Linked DNA regions of Sus scrofa: region 1 is linked to region 2. Evidence: chromatin contacts called from public HiChIP or PLAC-seq data. All regions are on one chromosome and are shown on one strand. The core of a region is the stretch at or near the end of the contact, and the rest is flanking DNA. Distances in the headings are between cores, read along the strand shown. Region 1 overlaps SERINC5 (serine incorporator 5). Region 2 has its middle 59 kb from the start of TRNAE-UUC.

What was found. HiChIP or PLAC-seq counts read pairs in DNA pulled down with a chosen protein or histone mark.
Region 1: a contact with region 2 is called in an H3K27ac HiChIP or PLAC-seq map of skeletal muscle. The contact joins two enhancer-like sites. A contact is called at or near these places in 3 of 47 Hi-C or Micro-C datasets (embryonic fibroblasts and heart right ventricle) and 1 of 2 datasets of contacts at active chromatin or transcription factors (skeletal muscle).

The regions. Positions count from the first base shown.
Region 1 is chr2:88,889,343-88,892,818 of Sscrofa11.1, forward strand. The region is part of intron 2 of SERINC5 (serine incorporator 5); the gene reads right to left. Among named protein-coding and RNA genes, the nearest start is that of SERINC5, 100 kb to the right of the region's middle. Within about 2 kb of position 1,444, at least 11 of the 83 cell types and tissues checked have an H3K27ac peak or open chromatin away from gene starts, as enhancers often do. A contact at or near this core is called in skeletal muscle, where this site is marked.
Region 2 is chr2:88,817,043-88,820,289 of Sscrofa11.1, forward strand. No RefSeq gene overlaps it. Among named protein-coding and RNA genes, the nearest start is that of TRNAE-UUC, 59 kb to the left of the region's middle. Within about 2 kb of position 1,714, at least 13 of the 83 cell types and tissues checked have an H3K27ac peak or open chromatin away from gene starts, as enhancers often do. A contact at or near this core is called in skeletal muscle, where this site is marked.

The sequences.
Region 1 (3,476 bases), core at 194-2,693, 72 kb after region 2:
TTGCATGTGTATTCTTTATCCCACACTATAAATTGTAACTATACCTACATATCACAATACAATATTTGATCATTCCCTCACTCACTCACATCTACTATGTACGGGTACTGTTCTAGGTTATGGAGATTCAAGTAGTGAATCAAACAGGTCAAAAGTCCACACTAACACAGGAGCTAACTTTCTGGTGAAGTGCTGTATCCACAAAGCCACGTGTACTCTGCTCTAGGGATATTTCAGGCATTTCATGGTTTAATTGCAGCAATCCATGATTTTGCCCTAGTGCGATACAAGAACCTAATATCTTCTAAAAGACGGACCTCTACCAAACCCATACACTCAAGATTCTGAGAGCCCCTAATCACTTGTTCCTCATTCCTAGTGCTGAGAACCCGGTCATGCAGACGGTTTGGTTTCTGGCCCAGCATCCTTCCCACTTTACACCAGACCAGGACCTGGGGACCCCCAGCAGGAGAAGAACTGGGATATACATTCATTTTCTCCATCCCCACTCCTTCCTTACCACCGCTTGGTTTGGTTACATAAAAGGATGCTGATTATTTTTTTGTTTGATTACATAAAAAGAAAGGTGATTTTTTTTTTTTTAACCTGTGAATGATTTACCATGTATTTTAAAAGGCCAAGAAGACTAAGACATTATACCATTAAACATGAACACACTAAGTTTACTGCTATATTGTTCTTGCCTCGTCAACCCACTCTGCAGCTCACATGGCCCAGGTATCTGCAACTTAATCGGGAGCTCCGGTACCCTCAGCACAAAGTTCAGGCCATCGAAGTTTCCCCGTTAAAGGGTAAATTGGAGTTCCCATCATGGCGCAGTGGTTAACGAATCCGACTAGGAACCATGAGGTTTCGGGTTCGATCCCTGGCCTTGCTCAGTGGGTTAAGGATCTGGCGTTGCTGTGAGCTGTGGTATAGGTCACAGACACAGCTCAGATCTGGCATTGCTGTGGCTCTGGTGTAGGCTGGCGGCCACAGCTCCGACTGGACCTGGGACTAGCCTGGGAACCTCCACATGCCACGGGTACGGCCCTAGAAAAGACAAAAAATAAAAAAATTTTAAAAATAAAGGGAAGGGGAAATTAACTGCACATGCCATGCACAGGGCCACTGAGGTCTACCTGGGGTCAGCAGAGCAAGGGACAGCCTGTGGGTCAAAGCCAACTAGTTCCTGTTGACATAAATAAAGTTTTACTGGAACACGGCCATGCTCCTCTGTTGGCATTTTGTTTTGGCTGCAGAGTTGAGTAGTTGCTACAGGCCACATGGCTCTCAAAACTGAAATGTAATTTCCTAGCTGCCTCTTTATAAGCCAAGTTTGCCCACCCTGGGACCACTAGCAAGTAGAGCTGAGGAGCTGTGCTCAACTGCTGAAGTGTAAACTAACCTCTCAAAGGCAAATGACAACTGGCGACGCCTTACTCTACAGATCAAAAGCCAAAGGGACAGCAGAGACCCCAGCGGCTGGTCTGGACTCTTCTGAGTGTCCTGCCTTCTCCAGAGCACTTTCTGTTGCTGTTCCACAATGGAACTTGTCTTTTTAAGCGAATTAAATCTCCCATAGGTCATTTTTAGACCTGCAGATGAAGGATTTTAATTTATCTGCCTGGAAAAAAAAAAAAAAAAAAGCTTTGTGGAGGGCATGGTAGAGGACCTGTCTCTGAGTTCAATGCTCTCCCTCTGTGGGTCAGGAACCCTCCTAATAGAAAGACCTCCTCACATGTGTTATACAAACACAGCCTGCGGAACCAAAAATAAAACCCGCACTGATGAAAGCCGGCATGTCGAGAGATAATTTTAGACTTAAATTTGAGAGATAATTTTAGACTTAATTTTAAGACAGTAGTAACAGTCTCACTGAAATTTAAAAACCACACCTCCCCAAATACCCAATCCCCTGGTGATTAAGTGCAATCCTGCTTTAAAGGGCAACACATTCCAGTCCTTTCTACAAACCTCCTACCTCATCATCTCAGCTCCCAGGCCCCCGATGAAGACAGAGAAAAAGCATTCTTGAGTTCTAACGGGACCCCAAAGGTCAAAGGAGGGCAACCTAGGCTGACACCCCCATCTCCAAGTGTCCCTAAGGGAGTCCGGATTGTTTTGAACTTTTAAGCACAACCACGTGATGTGTAGCCTAACTCTGGGGGCTCCTTCTGCTTACACTTCCCACCTGAGGCCCAGTTCTCAAAGGACAACTGCCCTAAACCAACATCCTCTCATCTTTTTTTTTGTCTTTTTTTCTTTTTGCCTTCTCTGGGGCCGCTCTCACGTCATATGGAGGTTCCCAGGCTAGGGGTCGAATCAGAACTGTTTGCTGCCAGCCACAGCCACAGCCACAGCAATGCGGGATCCGAGCCGCATCTGTGACCTACACCATAGCTCATGGTAACGCCGGATCGTTAACCCACTGAGCGAAGCCAGGGTTCGAACCCGCAACCTCATGGTTCCTAGTCGGATTCGTTAACCACTGCACCACTACGGGAACTCCAACATCCTCTCATCTTGCACAAGGCTTGGCACTTGCATAGTCAGGAAAGGGGCGCGGGGAGGGAGAGGAAGGAAGGAAGAGAGGGAGGAATAGATTACCATGACTTAAAAGATTTTTTAAAACACAAACTCAGATTATAGTTGAACCAAGTAACACGATCACCCTTTTAAACTCTCGTTATCAAGTATCGACTCGACAATTCCTAATATTTATATTTCCCACTCCCAGTGATGTGAGGCTACTGCTGTTATACGTTGTACCATTTATCTGTTCCCTCTGACTCCGTTTGTATAATGACCGGGCTGTCCCCAACTCTAAGCCCTTGTCTGTCCTATTTATCTGCAGAGTGCTCCAAGGCCCTGTCTACGGACAGTTGCTTAACAGATGCTTTTGATGATGACAGAAAAAAGGGTTAGGAAAACTTCAGTTCTCACAGCTTATCATCGTCCCCCTCCCACAGTCAGATGGATCCTGAAATGGAGATCCTGGTAATATCTGATGCCTCCCAAAAGCTTCTGGCTAACAGATCCTCCAGACCAAGAACAATAACTATTGTTTCTTGTCTTCTGGCTCCTGGCAAGCTCATTATTACTGGACAAGGATCAAACCTCTTTGTCTTTGGTTCTGACTCAAAAAGGCTCTCAGCAGGGTTTGCATTAGTTCAAATCACTGCCTGTGGAACAGAACTATTTCCCACCATCACTTTCCCTGCATTCACTGTGCACAGGAGGCTGGGGCCTGAGCCACGAGAGAAGCAAAGGACCAGAGGGCTACAGAGACTCTGATTTCTCCACTTGCTGTAGGTCTGGACAGAATTTAGACCTAAGATAAATCTGTTTGGAAACATGTGTTCCCAGAGGGATCCCAACTTGGAAGGGAGGGGACTCAGAAGATTTAAGAGGTGAAACCTCATTGCCAGCGTAACCCAGGAAACCTCCAATTGCCCACAGTGAGAACTTTCCCT
Region 2 (3,247 bases), core at 464-2,963:
GCAAAATGAGGAAATAAATTTTTTTTCTTCAAGTATGGAAGTTCCCAGGCTATGGGTTGAACTAGAGCTACAGCTGCTGACCTATGCCCCAGCCACAGCAATGCCACATCTGCAACCTACACCACAGCTCACGGCAATGCTGGATCCTTAACCCACTTAGCAAGGACACAAATCAAACCTGCGTCCTCATGGATTCTAGTCAGATTCGTTTCCGCTGAGCCACGAAGGGAACACCTGGGAACTTCTATTTTAGACTTTGGTATTATTTCCAAATGAGGTTTGTTATGAGCTGAGTTGTATCCCCCCAAAATTCCTAATCCCCAGGACTTCAGAATGTAACTGTATTTGAAAATAGAGTCTTTAAAAAAAGTGGTTAAGTGGAGTTCCTGTGGTGGCTCAGCAGGTTAAGGATGAGGATTCAATCCCTGGCCTCGCTCAGTGGGTGAAGGATCTGGCATGGCTACAAGCTGGGGTGTAGGTCACAGATGCAGCTCGGATCTGGCGTTGCTGTGGCTGTAGTGTAGGCTGTCAGCTGCAGCTCTAATTCGACCCCTGGCCTGAGAACTTCCCTATGCCGCGGGCGCGACCATAAAAGAAAGAAAAAGGGGTTACGTTAAAATGAGACCATTAGGGTGGACCCTAATCCAGTATGACTGCTGTCTTTACAAGAGGGCAAAGGGACATAGACACAGAGAAAAGATCATTTAGCAACATGGGGAGCAGAGGGCCTCTGAGAAGCAAATTTGCAGACACAGATCCTAATCTCAGACTCCTAGCCACCCCCCACCCTCACCCCGCTGCCCTGCTCCAAAACTGAGACAATTTCTGCTGTTTAAGCCACCAACGTTGTATACCTTTTTTTATGGCAAACTCAAAGTTAATCTGTATTCATATTGTTTGGGTTTTTTAACATTAATTTTAAACATGCAAAATTTTGTAAAATATGGTAGCATTTAACCCATTCTGGCATTTCAGCATTTTAAACGTCTTGGAAACCACCATCACCCACCCTCCAAAAATGAAGGCAGCCCAGGAGTCCGTAGCTCTGAGCAGCCCCAAGGCAGGGCCTCAGCTGATGGAGAGAATCCAGCAGCACAAATGGCAACTCTCTGGAGATCAGGAAAAATGGGGTGTCTGGACAAGGCCTTCGTATCTGGCCCGAGAGCCAGCTGGCACCATGAGGCCAAGGAGAGAGCGCTGAGCTTTCTCAGTACTCTGGCCGCAACCCAGCTTCCCTCCTCCCAACCCCCACCCCAAACCATCTGGAAAATGAAAATAATGCCTCTTCTTCATACCAGGCTCCGGGGACCCTGGGAGAGACAGAGAGAGATTATCCACTAAGCCCCCACATTCCTGGAGGAGGCTGACCTGGAAGGGCCTCTGGTCCAGACCTTCCTAAAGAGCATAAGTAAGATGCTTCTCAATGCTCTCTCGAGCTGCTCTGGCCTGGCCTCTGGAGGAGCGGCCACTGCTTCCAGCCCACAAGCCTCCAGCCCGAAGGTAGGCTTCCCACAGGCTCCCCCTCCTCAGGGGCCTCTTCCTGCCCCGCCCCAACCCCCTGCGGCCCAAGTGAATTCAACCACCCAGTCAGCTGCCATGCTCTTAAGTGACCTGGGGATTTGCCTGATCCAGCAAATCTGGGCCAAGGCCCTGAGCTTTGGCCATTGCCCCCGTGATGCAGATGGTCAGGCTGGAACCACGCTAGCTTGTCCATACAGCAGGAGGGAACAGTCTCTCCAGCGTGCAAGCCTAGACCCACCCTCCCCCAGGCAAGCAGCTAGCTGATTGTTTGGAGATTAACATGAGTCTCCCCCAGGCAGCCCAGAGGGGGATGCAGAGTCACCTGAGCTTCTGCCCAGCTGTGTCTCCTCACACTTCAAGGTGGACACACAGCTCCCCGCCCCCACCGGAGGCAAGGCAGCATTTAGCCAGCTGTCAGTCCATCACCAGCAATTCGTCTTGAAGTTAGGGCCCTGGGAATCCATAGGCGGGCACAGCTCAGCTTTGGGGTGTCCCTGAGAAACAACCACACAGCCCCTCTCCAGATGGGCTTCTCTGCACCTTCCCTCCCTTCATCGGGGGCTGGCCAAGCCCCAGGGTGGATTCGTTCTGGGTAATTGCATTTTTCCTGGCAGGGCTTCCAGGCTCATGAAATTCATCTCTTGCCAAAGGCAGAGGATCAGCTGGCAACAGGGAGCGTGGGCTGCGGCTAATCAGGTGCAATCATTTTTTAATGGCATCTTCTTCCCTCTAATGATCAAAATCGTGCCACTCGCTTTAGGAATTTAAAATATTGAAAAGTATAAAGAAGATATAATCCCGAAATTCTACGATGCCAAAATAACCCATTTTAACATTTTGAAAAATCTCCTTCCAGGTTTTTTGTGCTTAAGTGGTGTCATGATACAACTCTGTTACTGGAGGGGGCCCCTGAAAGGGCCTGAGAGCAGGCTCTTGTCTAACACTTGGAAAGGAATTGTCTGAAGAGACACACATACTGACAAAGCAAGACTTTATTGAAAAAGGGCACTTGGAGTTCCCATTGTGGCTCAGTGGGTTGTGAACCTGACTAGTATCCACGAGGATGCAGTTTGATCTCTGCCCTCATTCAGTGGGTCAAGCATCCAGTATTACCGCAAGCTGTGGGGTAGGTTGCAGATGTGGCTTGAATCTGGCATTGCTGTGGCTGTGGTGTAGGCCAGCAGCTGCAGCTCTGATTCAACCTGCGGAAACTCCATATGCCGCAGGTATGGCCCTAAAACACACACACACATACACATACACACACAAAAAAAAAAAAAAAAAAAAAAAAAAAGAAAGAAAGAAAGAAAAGAAAAGGGGCACTGGAGTGGAGAGCAGCAGGGTAAGGTAACCCCAGAGCACTGCTCTGCCATGTGGCTTACAGTCTTAGGCTTTACGGAAGTGGAGTTAGCTTTGCAGGCTGTCTCTGGCCAATCATCTTGCTGTGCCTTCATCTGGCCCAATGCAGGACCGTTCCTCGTGACACATGCATCTCTCAGCCAAAAGGATTTCCAGCCAAAGGTTTCTGGGAGGTTGGCAAGACACATTATGGACTGGTGTCTTCTCTCCTTCTTGGCATCTCCTGGGGTTTCCCCAGGTTATTTTTGGGCTCTTCATCTGTCTGTATTCTTTTGAAGCATCATGAGGTGAGACATTCAACCAAAGGTGCTACATGCGGAGTTCCTGTCGTGGCGCAAGTGGAAACGAATTGATGAGAAACCATGAC